Regions from separate parts of the Mustela lutreola genome. Here region 1 is linked to region 2. Evidence: chromatin contacts called from public Hi-C data. All regions are on one chromosome and are shown on one strand. Each heading gives the region's core, a stretch centred on a gene start, on an enhancer-like site or on the middle of the called end of the contact. The rest is flanking DNA. Distances are from core to core; before and after follow the strand shown.

Region 1 (6,261 bases), core at 1,759-4,258, 180 kb before region 2:
CAGTACTGTGGTAGACCCTGGGGCATACAAAACTAAGTTACAATTATCGTTGAAGAATCTCAGTCTTTGATCTTAAATGATGGACATCTACTCTGCCCCCAAAGTGAACAAAATTTCACCAGTTACACTGGAATCTGATCTAAGGACCATCAAGGTCACCCTAAAGTGACCTATAGCCTGACTGGCACCTCACTTTCTGAGGGGCCCTGGGGCTTGGAATGATCTAAGGATTACTTAATCTATAGCCACACTGGAATCCTCACAGGGTAAGGCCGGCACCATCTGAAGAGGTCTTTTTCTTATATCACTCAGAACACACCACACTGCATTTTTTCTCTTTTCTCAAGCTTTCTCACATTATCCACACATGGCAGAGGTACAAAAGTTACTTAAGTCATAAGGTCCAATTCAGTTCTGAAAAAACGGATCACCTAGAACTTGCTATGTGACCTTGACCAGTCCTCAGTCAACTCATTAACTAAATAAATGCCTTTTATCATCACTAGGGGAAGGGTAATTAGTCATCATAAATCACTTTAATACAAAGTGCTGTGTAAATGCTAAACAAACCTCAGGCAGAGCAGGATTAATAAGAAACACGGGGGTACATTTACCAACAAATGGAAACTTATAATAGGGTCTTCCCACATTCCTGGCAGAGACTGCTCATTTCAGCTAATGCAATGAGTCTTTAAAATCATTAGCATTTGGCTTGACAATAGTATACATGAACAATATTCCTCCTGGAAAAAAAAGAGGAAAAGGAATATTTATTCTTAGTAGATGGTCCTACAGACTTCTCAATTACTAGTTAGCTAGGTGGGCAATTAATATTTAAATACCTACTACACGCTAGGTATAAAGCTAGGCACAGTACATACACGGGTGAACAAGAGTCCCTGCCTTTATGTAGTTTACAATCTACAATACAAACTTTGCCTTACTAATAAGTAGCACTTGCAAGAATACGGTCTTACTAAAATTAAGGCACGTAAGAATAAAGATGCTTAATCCCTGAAGCTATTAGACAAAAGAGGATAGGCTAATGGGGAGAGAAGAGTTCAGGGAATTAGGGTACCAGGACCTTCCTCTAACTCATTGTAGGTATTACCCTTAAGCATTCTTAGAAAGGCTGTGCCTGTGATTCCAAATAGTGCAGATTACAGTTACTGCCCCCAACAAAGCAGTCAACTGAACTGAAAGTGCTAAAAATAAGTTAATCAGACTCCACAGAATCAAAAGATCTTCTACTACCTTTTAAAGGCATTCTACTGGTACATTTCTCAATTTTGTGGGAAAAAAGAGCTACAGCACACAATGGCGACCTGTCTTTTCAATCTTGCGTTTGATTTCTGGAGTGGTAGATTAATCTACTTTAAAAACAAAGTCATCCCTCCCACTATGACAGCTTAACTAAATCAGGTGTAGGAGCCTCAAGGACTGTAACTATTCCTGCAAACCTTGTATGCAGCTTACACAAGCACTGCATCCCATCAAACACTGCAGGCAGAGGCAGCCTTGAAACACTGTCTTTACAGAAGGGAAATATTTATCCAGCTTCTCACTGGTTTCAGAAAGGTCACCTCTCTGCAAAGATTCTCCAGTCTACTGTTAACTGGGTGCCAGGTATGTGGAAAGTCAAGATGCGGTTGACAGCAAATGCTTACAAAGCACTTGGGATCCCAATTCCACCGTTCAGAGAGCTAGTTAGGCTAAAATCTCCAAAGATTGCTATTTAATCTTTCACGACAAGAGAATTGGTAGGGTGTCCTTTGAGCTCATCCCGCAGCACAATAGACTAAACTTGTTCTGTCTCAGTTAAGTGCGGTAAAGAATGAGCAATCCTTCCTTACCACCCACCCCTCCAACCCACCCAAGCTCCTTTCTCAAGGGATGCCTAAGTGATCTATTCACATGACTACGATCAACCTGTATCCAAGACAGGGTCTGCTGTCACCAACCTCCAAACGTTAATATCTTACATATGTCGAAGCAACTGGACGAGCGTAGAAGGTGAAAATCATACTTTCCTTTTCAATCTCTTATTGCCCTCGCTGCTTTCACCTGTATAAAAGAGCTAGCTCCACGTATTTTTTCCTCTTGCCTCCAAGCTAGCACGCAGTTGCTGGATAAACCAGCCACTGCTCCCAAAGATTTTGCCCAAAGCAGCTCTGCCAGACTTACCCACTCACCTGAGGGGTGATTTTCTGTACAGCGCCATCCCCTGGGGCTGGTCACAAGGGTCGACTGAGTTGGCTCACCACGGCCCCCCCCCCCAACCACCCCCCACCCCCGTCTTCGAAAGCCCCTTCATCCAGAAAAAGTCAGCCGCAAATTTAAGGCCCGGCCCTTTCAGATTTCAGAAAGATACCGGAGGGCTAGGGCCAAGGGACAAAGGAAAGTGAGGTCAGGGGCGGCCTTTCCAGCTCGGGATAGGCCTGGGGTCACTCACCCGCCACCCCTCACACCACCTCGGTCGTCCCGGACTACCTCAAACCTGGCCCCTTAAGTCCCGAACTAGCCGAAGCCCGGGCCCTGGGCTAGCTCGCGCCCCTTCCGCGAGGCCCCATCCCAGGCCCCCGCCGCCACCCAGAGCCCCCGCACCTTCTTGGGCGCCTTGGTGACGGTGGCCATGAAGGAGTACTTCTCAGCGTCCTCAATCTCCTTGGCCTGCTTCAGCTCCTCCCCGACCCCGGGCAGCGGCATCGCGTCAGGCATCGACATCCCCCGGCCGGCCCGGCCCGCGGCTGACCCGCCGCCCCCGCCTCTTTCCCTCACCCGCGCCCGCCCGCCCGCGCGGCACCCTCAGACACGCGTTCGCCCACCCTCCCGCAGAGCCCGCGCGGAGCTGCGTCCGATGCTAAGGTGCTGTGGCCAGCGTCTCGTCCGCTCGGCAGTCTAAACCAGCCAGACAGGGACGGCGGCTACAGGATCACCAAGAGCAGCAGCTCCGAGGTCCGACCGGCCCGCGCCGCCACCTCCGCTGCACGCAAACACGCACGCAAACTAAGGGTAGAGGGCGGTGACGCCACGTCAAGTACTGGCAGCTTCGAGTGGGGCGGGGTCAGGGGAAGAGGCGGGGAGAAACGGCGCCCTGCCGTGACGTCGCCACGCTGGAGCGGGCTGCAGAAGCCACGCCTTCTTCTTCCCCGCCTCGCTGGTTCCCAGAGTGAGCTGGATACCTTCCGACGCCAGGTGGCGGCATCAGCCCTGTGAGCGGCGCGTGGTTTCCTCAAGGACGTCTCGGAACTCGGCGTGGGGGAGAAGGGGTTTCTTTGGGCTGTGGAGTTCCCCCACCAAGACCTCAGAGGGCCATAAGGCTGACGTTTGGAAGCAAAAACCGGAGTCCTACGTGACACATTCTACAGCCAGTACCAGGAAATATGCGGGGACCCAGACGATCCATTCACTGCCCCAGACCCTTTGGACCAGCAGCCCCTTCCCCTTGTGCTCACCCCATAAGGGTCAGCAAAACAGACTCACAGCACGCTGGTTTCTGTACAACCTTTTGTGACCTCCACCACCGTCTCCGCTAGGTCTTGCTTGTTTAAAAGACCTTCAGGCCGCAGAGCTAGTGTTATCTGGCCATTGGGATGGGGTTAATGGGTAGGGAGTGCGGAGAAGGAGGGGGAATTGGGGGTGGTAGAGAGAAGTCCTGCCCTGAATGGGTTTCCTGCTCTCCCCCAAGCATGGACTCTGCCAGCTCCCGGTGGCACCTGGGGCATTCTCTTACTGGTCCCTACAATGTGCTCTAGGTTAAGGGCCTGGATAGTAGAGGTATTTGTGATACATTTTATGTTTTGCAAGACAGTCCAGCTGCAGAGGCAAAGCCTATTTGGAACCTAATGCCAGCTGAGGTAGCATGTCCTTTGAGATTTAAAGGACACTGGCTGAGTGCCATGTCCTGTGGAAAGTCCAGTGCCCTTCCCGGGATTTCTGTGAATTACTGAGTCTGTGTGTGGGGTTGGGGGAATGACTTAGATTTTCATGGTTATCTCTGGCTCTAGATTTCTGCCTCATCTGAAGTTTTATTCACTGTTCTGGTGGTGGTGGTTGTTTCTTTAGTTCTGCTGTCAATTCAAATATGGAACGCAGCCCCTTCTTTCAACCCCCACGCCTATTCCAAAACAACGGCAAAAATAATGCTGTAACATGTAGCAGAACTTTTAATGAAGGTTTGTGGGCCACAGGGGAGAGATTACATCACACAGCAAACAATTTAAAATCACATTTCTGAAATGTTCTGCAAAGTTATTTTGGCTATCTTGTCACCTGGGGTTTCTCATGGGCCACACCACCCCACAAAGTTCCCCTAGCCCAGTGCTGTCTAATGTGGCTTTCTCCATTACTCCCTTTCAGTTTTATTTTATTTAAATTCAATTAATTAGCATATAGTGTATTATCCATTTCAGAAGTAGAGATCAATAATTTATCAATCCATATAACACCCAGTGCATGTTACACCATGTGTCCTCCTTAATACCGAGTCACCCAGTTACCCCATCCATTACTCTCTTTCTATCCTTCCACCTCCCTCTCTCTTCCTTGATTGACTCTGAGAAGCCAGATTCCTCTCTACCTTGATGAGTAATTCAGGTCCTCCCAGTACCCTTGTCTCAAATTCCTCATGCCCAACCAAGCCCACCTTCTTATACCCAGAAGCCCATCAGGTCTTTGACAGGCTCAACTCTTTCAAGAAAGAAGCTGTGGTTTGAAATGACATCTTTTCCACTGGTTTGTATTCAAGATTGGGGAGAGTATGAAATACATGCCTCTGGGGCCCTAGAGTCTTAGTCAGAGAAGCCCATGTTCCAACCACCCCACCCCAGGGGGCCGTCTGAATCCGGCTACGAAAGTGCCCGAAAGGCTGCATGCTTCCGCAGGTCCTCATCTTAACTGTTAGAATTCTCTCATCTGCCCACTCTTTCAAGCCCCCAACTTCCCTCTGGCAGTATTCCTTTATCAGAAGGGACAGAGAGCAAGGGGACCAGAATAGCAGATTCGTCTACAAGGGGGCCAGACTGGTACCTTCCTCTTTATCTCTCATCTAGAGCCAGGAGCCTTACTTGCACACCCTGGAGTCTTCGGACCTACAGCCTAAAGTCGCTTGTTTCCTGTGGGTTTGCCCACACTGTTGTCAGAGTCCAGGGATCAGAGGTGCCTGCTCAGAGAACAGAGGCAGAGCCAGTTGGAACAGAGGTGAAAACGCCACATCCCTATAATAGGAAAACATGTGACTTAGGATAGCTTATTAAAACAACAACTACAACAACAAAAACCAAAAACAAAAAAAAACAAAAAAAAAAAGAAAGAAAGAAAAGAAAAGGAAAAAGAAAAACAAAAAAACATAGATGTGTCTGTCCTTTGGATCTGATTTTTAAAACCCATTGTCTGAGAACTTTGTCTCTGCAAGCCCAAACTCTGCCATGGATGTTAGCAATCAGACGGAGACTCTTAGAAATGTAAGATCCTGTCTCTCAGACTCCCCCTGAATCAAAGTAACAGGTTTTCCCTAACCCTTTGCTCACAGAACTGGCCTCCGCTGCTGCTGAAGATGTTGAAGACAGAGCTGTACCTTTGCACCTTGAACCAGGACGGAGACCGGCAGGCCTGACTCTGCCTACCTGAGTGCCTGGCCAAAGGGGAGGCTGGGGAGGCCAACCAAGGGGATCTGGGTGCCTAGACTGTAAGGCAGGAGGGACAGTACTCCCTGCCCTGGAAAAGGCAGCAGGCCTATGTGGTTCATGTCGGGCTGGAGCCCAGGACCTTCCTGGAAATCAGCCTGCTGCTAAGGACATGGTGGGCTGGTATTGTCCCCACCATGTGCAGGCTGGAGCCCGAAGAACTTGCCCAGCCTGGGAGTGTAATGACCTAATATGGGTGAGAACTATGGCACGCCGCCCCTCTCCCTCCTAGGTGGCCCCACTTGGCCCCGCTAAGGGGGTTGCCGCTAATGGATTACAAGAAATGACCTGTCCTCAGTCATCCTACCCCGAAGAGCATAATCTTAACAGATGAGAACAACTACCAGGGGCCCACGTTTGAGGGCGCCCCAAAACAGGTGCCTCTGTTGTGTGTGGTGAATGGAAGATACCAACGAGCCTCAGGGTCAGAAGTGACCCTGTTCTAGAAAGGGGTAGCCTGAGGGTAGAGATGAACTGGGAGATGCCATCACCAGAAATGTGCCTGCCCTGGAGTATCACACCTGGACTTGGTCTTGTTAATCAAATTCACTCTTCTTCCTACCCCCAAACTTACCTT
Region 2 (6,148 bases), core at 2,199-4,698:
TTTCCACAGGTCATTCCCTGAGCCCACCATCCCATTCCCAGCAGAGCGTCTTGGCACCACCTACACGAACCCTCTCCAGCCAGCCCTGGTTCCCTATGGCTCCGGGGAACTGCCTTCCTCAGGCCCACCCGTGGCCTCCATGTGCACAAGCACACGGATTCTTCTCTCTCAGCGCTTTTCCCCACCCACTTGTCACCCAAGTGTCCGCTCCTTCCTTCTCCAAATACTCTCCCTTCCTCGCTCCCCTCAGGGCTTACGGGCTGCACCTCGGTCTCCTTGGTGGGTTCTTCTTCACCTTCCAAACCGTAAGGTGGCCCTAAGGTGGCTTGCCAGCCCTCAGCCTGAGGCCACTGCCCTCCATTCACATCTTCTCCCCAAGTGGCCTCCACCCCCTCAGGCTTCTTCGGGATTCCTGTGCAACTGCCAGGGACCCACCACTCTGCTGCCCTGCTTTTGTCCTCTTTCAGTCTCAGTCCTCACTGCCATGAACTTCCCCCCACACGGCTGAACAGTCTTGCCCCACGGTCTTGAATGGCTGCCTCGGGGTCATCCCACCGCACTCAGCTTCTGATTCCAGGTTCCTCCTGCCTTCTCGATGCTTCCACTCCAAATCTGCAGAAGCCTTTCACACCGTAGCCGCCAGGAACAGAACTGAACCTCTTCCCTCCTTCGCAGCTGCTCCTCCTCGTCTGGTCCTCCCCACCTCACCGAGGGTCACCATAACCTGCCTGGTTGTCCACACTCTGACACTCTGTCCACTTCTCCACCACCACAGTGCTCCCCAGACAGTTCACCTACATGCTCACCGGCCTCTGCCTCCTCCCCATGGCTGCAGAGCTGCCCATCAGTCTCCCTGGGCCCACACCTCCACTGCAGCCTATTCTCCTAAAACACAAATCAGACCACACCACTCTTCCACTCAAAAGCCCCCAGCATCTTCCAACTGCCCTTGAAATAAAAGCCAGACTCCCAGCCTGCAGAGCCTGGGGCACTCTGACTACCACCCACCTGGGCCTGCCCTGGTACAGACCACAGTGGCACGCCTCTCCTGGCACCCATTCAGCTCCAGTCTCCCAGCAGCCTTTCCAGCTGCCACATCGTTGTCTCATTGCCTTCCTTCCATGGTATTTCACAGCACAGTCTCCTCTCAAACACTTTACCTCGGCTCGAAGTTCCCCTCCTCGGAGACGTTTTCTCTGATTACAGGCATCCAAAGTATCCTCCCACACCCCTGCCTTCAATCACATCACCCCCGCTGGCTTCCTTCCTGTCACTTATCAGAGCTTTGATTACCTTGTATCTACTCATTTCTTCTACCTCTGGAATGAAAGCTCCAAATGGCAGGCGTGATGTCTCTCGTGGACTCCTCTGCCTGGTTTCTAGAAGCCATTTGCCCCCAGGTGCTGGGCCTGGAGGCAGCAGTGGCAGAGATGGGGTCTGTTTCGAAGCCCCAGGACCTAAGCATCAGTTCCTGGCCATGGCCACGATTCAGGCTCCAGCTCCCTATCTGACATCACCCATGGAGTGGGCTAGCAAGAGCTCTGGCAGGACCCTTCCCGGCTTCTGCTTCCACAAGCCTCAGGCTCTCTGTGACTTTCAGCCACAAGCAGGCCTCTGTCCCCAAATCCCGGAGTCTGTCCTCTCTCTCCGATGGCCCTTCATGCAAGCAGAGTTCCCTGGCACTGAACAGGGCCCACTCTGGAGCTTCTGAGAGGCCCAGGCTGGGGTCACCTGGAAGGGGTACTCCTTGGCCTCTTCAACCTAAAGCCTATGTGCCTGGGTCTATCCCTACCCCCCACTCGGAGGCAGCCTCACTCTAGGCCCTGAGAACCAATGAGTGGCAGGGCCTTCTGGGGAGACAACAGACCAGGGACATCCTTGCTTGGATGCTTGGCTGGGAATTGGTGCCTCCACCGGGCTGGGTACATGGGTGGCGAGGCTGGGTTGTTTAGAGGGAGACACTGAACTCGGGCTGAGTCCCAAGGTGTCTCCTAGCATCTAGCTAGGTGCCCGGCCAATGGGAAGCCCCCCATACAGAGCTGGGGAATGAGTGAGTGAGTGAGTGGATGAGATCCAAAGTCTTCTAGCCTCATAGTTCAAGGAGATGTCCTTTGAGTTCCAGCCAGGATGACTTCACTAAAGAAATACTTTGGTACCTGGAGCTTTCTTTGTGCAAAAGCACCAGTAATGGACCCCACATCCCCGGGGCAGATGGCCTGGCCTCTCTGTCCCTCCTAAGTCCCTTCTTCCCTGGAGCGCTCCCCTCGGTCAGATGTCCTCAGTGCCTGACTCAAAGGCCTGGGGCCAGCTCCACCCAGGCCACAAAGGGCTCCTTTCTGGGGAAGTCCATACTGTTCCCAAGGGCCCCCACCCCCACCCCACAGGGCACTGTGGAGAGCAAGAGCCCAGAGTGCCAGGTGGTGCTCCTTGTCTCTCTGCCCTAAGATTCACGTGTATCTCTGCGGTGGGCCTTTCCCCTTCCCCTGCCCACAGTCCTCTGTGCGAGAGCCTCCTGTCCTTGTACTGACATCAGGGGAGGAGTATGCGAAGGGCAGGCTCATCCTGAGCGGGGCAGAAGCATGGACTTAGCTGGGCACTGGGGCCTGCGCCGAGGGTGGAATGTGGCTACAGCCTTGATGAAGCTGGGGCTGGGACTGGAGGAGGCAAGGTGACAGGCTGTCCTATCCAGGAAGAAGCTGGAGGACCAACAGGCTGAGCCCCAGGGAGGCCTGGAGGGCCAGTTCCCATGAGGCCATGACTAGGGCTGGCCCAGGACGTACCTGAGCCCTGGGCCCCTAATGCTGGGGCCTGATGGACTCTTGCAGGTGGGGAAGGCCCTGGCCAGGATCTAACCCCTGGACTCCAGACCACCCAGAGCAGTGTTGGCTGGACAGGGGGTGAGAAGTGAGTGGAAGAGCAAGGACGGTGAGGGGGCGCTCCTTGCTGGTGGGAGGAGACAGAATAAAGAACAGAATGAGGTAGCACTGCCCGGAGAAGTCTCAGCCCTCCTTATTATACCCCCTGGCGACCCCCACCCCGTCAGCTCTTCCAAGATCCCTGTCCCACTCACGGGCACCACTGAGCATGCGCAATCATGCATGTGGTACCCGCACCCCCACGGGCACGGGTGCCCCAAACCCCAGGGGCCCACCTCTAGCCACCTGTCCCCTGACCACAGAAGCCAGGCCTCCCTGGCCAAGGGGCCCTCTCCTTCTAGCCCCAGCTCTAGTGCCTAAGGCGGACTGGGGCCCTCAGCAGAGGAACCCAAAAGGCAGAGGGAAGAGAAGGCCACACCCAAACACTGGGGGAGAGCAGAGGGGGAGGCTGGGCCCGGGGGGACTCTGGCTAAGCTTGGCACTGCCATAGGTCCCGGCTTCCGCGTGGAGTGGGTGCTGGCCTACGAAGCCACCACACCCACCGGAGTCCAAAGAGCACAGGTGTGGCTGTCTCCTGGCCTCATCCCCATAAGGCCTGCTGGCTCAGCCAGGGCCAGCCGGTCACAAGGCCTCTGTCTGGGGCTGCTGGCAGAGCAGCCGCTGCGCTCCCACCACTGGCTCAAACGGCAGCCCCTTGGGGGGAGACAAACCTCACCCGGACACAGGTAAGGCCTGGCCTTCTGGAGGATGGGGGCGGGGTTTGCCGCTCAGCCGCAGGGGATCCTGGGTTGTGGGAACATGTCCGTGTCTTCCCCACTGAGGTCTCCAGCCCGTTCCCGAATGCTGCCAGGAAGAGCAAGCCCAAGAAAGGCTTGGGACTCGGGCTGGTTAGCTGGCTCGGAAGCAGGGCAGGAGAAATCCGGATTAGAAGCATCTCTGGGGGGGCGCCTGGGTGGCTCAGTGGGTTGGGCCTCTGCCTTTGGCTCGGGTCGTGGTCCCAGGGTCCTGGGATAGAGCCCCGCATCGGGCTCTCTGCTCAGCGGGAGGCCTGCTTCCTCCTCTCTCTCTCTGCCTGCCTCTCTGCCTACTGCCTACTTGTGATCTCTCTCTCTGCCAAGTAAATGAATGGAATCTTTAAAAAAAAAAAAAAAAAAAGAAGAAGAAGAAGAAGCATCTCTGGTCTTCTTCTCCCAGGGTCTGTGATGCAGACACACCTTCCCTGAGCCAAACCCTTAAGTTCAGGGGATACGTGGGGCAACTAGGTGGCCACAGCCCTCCTCCCCCAAGGGGAAAGCAGGCCAAAGTCAGCTGCCTCCCCTCTATTGTCGTCTGCGATTCTGAGCTTCAGACAGTTCCGGGAGACCTGCGCACACGGACCCACATACTAGCACGGGAGGAGGGGAGTAGGGCTGACCAAGGCAGAGCTAATTTTCTCTTCTTTCTCTTCCGGACCTAGAAGCAGGAAGTGTTGCACCCAGGGGTGTAGAGTGGGGAGGAGCAGGCTTCCATCAGCCCTGTCCCCTCCAAGGGGACTCGGTGCTCCCAAACAAGGAAAACAGAGCCAGCCACCTCCTCCACAATCCCTCAGTCGTTTCCTAGCAACTGATTTCCCCATCCCTGAGTCATCTTATCAGAACCTCTGTTATTTTCATAACAGTCCTAATAAACAGGTGTGGGCTGCTCTCTTATACTTTGCCCGGGATATTTCAGGGTTTCTGTACAACCCAGGCACACCATGGAGATGCATGGTGTCCACAGACTTGACACCCTATTCATGATGCATACACACGTCATCCCAGTGACACTTACCCTTGACCCACATGCTCAGTTCACTCCCCCCCCCACCCATGCATGCACACGCACTATACTTACCTCCATTGCTTTTCAACCTGTGTGTATTCTAGACAACCCCTCCCCTCCGCCCCATGTTGGGAAGGCACTGGGGAGACAGCCATGGCAAGACAAGTCTGTCCTCGGCAGGTCACAGCCCTGTGCTGTGACATATCTACAGAGTTATATCTACACAGAGACATATCTACACAGTTAAAGCCTGGAGTGTGCAGCCAGACTGGGCTAGGCTCATTCTCCAGGAAATACTCGCTGGTGACCTCAAGCCTGTTACCCTCTTTGAACCTCAGAGTCCCCATCGGGTAAATGGAACAATAACAGCACCCTCTGGGTGAGGTGGTTTTGAAGACTAAGAGAGTTGATGAGGGTGAAGTCCATAGAACAGTGCGTAGAGCCAAAGAAGTCCATACGATGGGAGTGAAAGTGAAATACGGTATTTATAAGGGGTGCAGCCCCAGGTTCACACACTAACCAGAGTGGCTGTCTTTGTGAGAAACATACAAGGTTGACTGTGGCATCGGGAGGGCACTCTGGGCAGGGGAGAGCGGTGGTCAAGGAGGGGCTTCACGAAAGAGGTGATCCTTGAGCTGGATTTCAAGGGCTGGGTAGGGAGGGGCTCTGGGCAGAGGGTTCAGAGTATGGAAAGGTGAGGAGACAGGAGTCTTGATTATCTAAGACATTCAGGGAGGTACAGATCATTGACAAATCCTACAGAGCCCCATGATTAAAGCGTGCAAACAGATAGACACACACAACACACCACTCCTAAGTTCGACCGCAGCTTAAGGGACAACATCGACCTCTTCTGGATTTTCAGAACCGAAACAGGCTTGGACAAGAGGCTTGTTTTGGCAAGAAAGGGTGCTGTACCTGCCACCCTTCCTCCAGAAGCTAGGTGCAGCCCCTGGACCTGGCATCTTTCACATTCAGGCCCAAGACAAGATATGTTCCCAGGTGCCTGTCCACACAGCCTTCTCGAGCCCAAGGGAATGAGCCTTAGTGACCAAAAAATGGGAGGTCAGGAGCCTGCCTTGAGCCTCCCCAGCCCAGCCGAGATGGGGCTCCTTGGAGGAACTCAAGGCTGCAGATGGTTCCAGAAAGGCCCCTGGAGCCAGAAGTTTTGGGTCTGGTCCTGGAGGACCCAGGCCTGAGTGAGGGGCGAGCTGCAAGAGCGCGTCTCCTGCCCGGTTCTGCCCTCGTGTTTTCCTCCCCAGCCCTGATGGTTGTCTCTGTGGTTCAGTGTAGATTCTGGGAGTCCTCTCACTGTGCCAGCATGTCCCGGCCCAGCAGCAGAGCCATTTACCGTAAGCGCCCCCTCTGGTCTGCTCTCTCTTTCCCTCCTGGAACCCCCACCCTCAGGGGTCTCCCCCCAACCCCTTCCCACCCCCCACCCCCCGTCGCTGACCACCCCCCCACCCTACCCT

What was found. A called contact is a pair of places that touch in the nucleus more often than the background predicts.
Region 1: a Hi-C map of blood shows a contact between it and region 2, with 6 times the contacts expected there. The contact joins the promoter of AHCYL1 here to the promoter of EPS8L3 in region 2. A contact is called at or near these places in 2 of 2 Hi-C or Micro-C datasets (blood and an unstated tissue).

The regions. Positions count from the first base shown.
Region 1 is chr10:93,993,442-93,999,702 of mMusLut2.pri, reverse strand. AHCYL1 (adenosylhomocysteinase like 1) reads right to left here and starts at 3,008. Exons shown (of 17, transcript XM_059137987.1): 1 at 2,605-3,008. The coding sequence starts at 2,724.
Region 2 is chr10:93,818,631-93,824,778 of mMusLut2.pri, reverse strand. EPS8L3 (EPS8 like 3) reads left to right here and starts at 3,448. Exons shown (of 20, transcript XM_059137453.1): 1 at 3,448-3,601; 2 at 5,542-5,666; 3 at 5,965-6,028. The coding sequence starts at 5,998.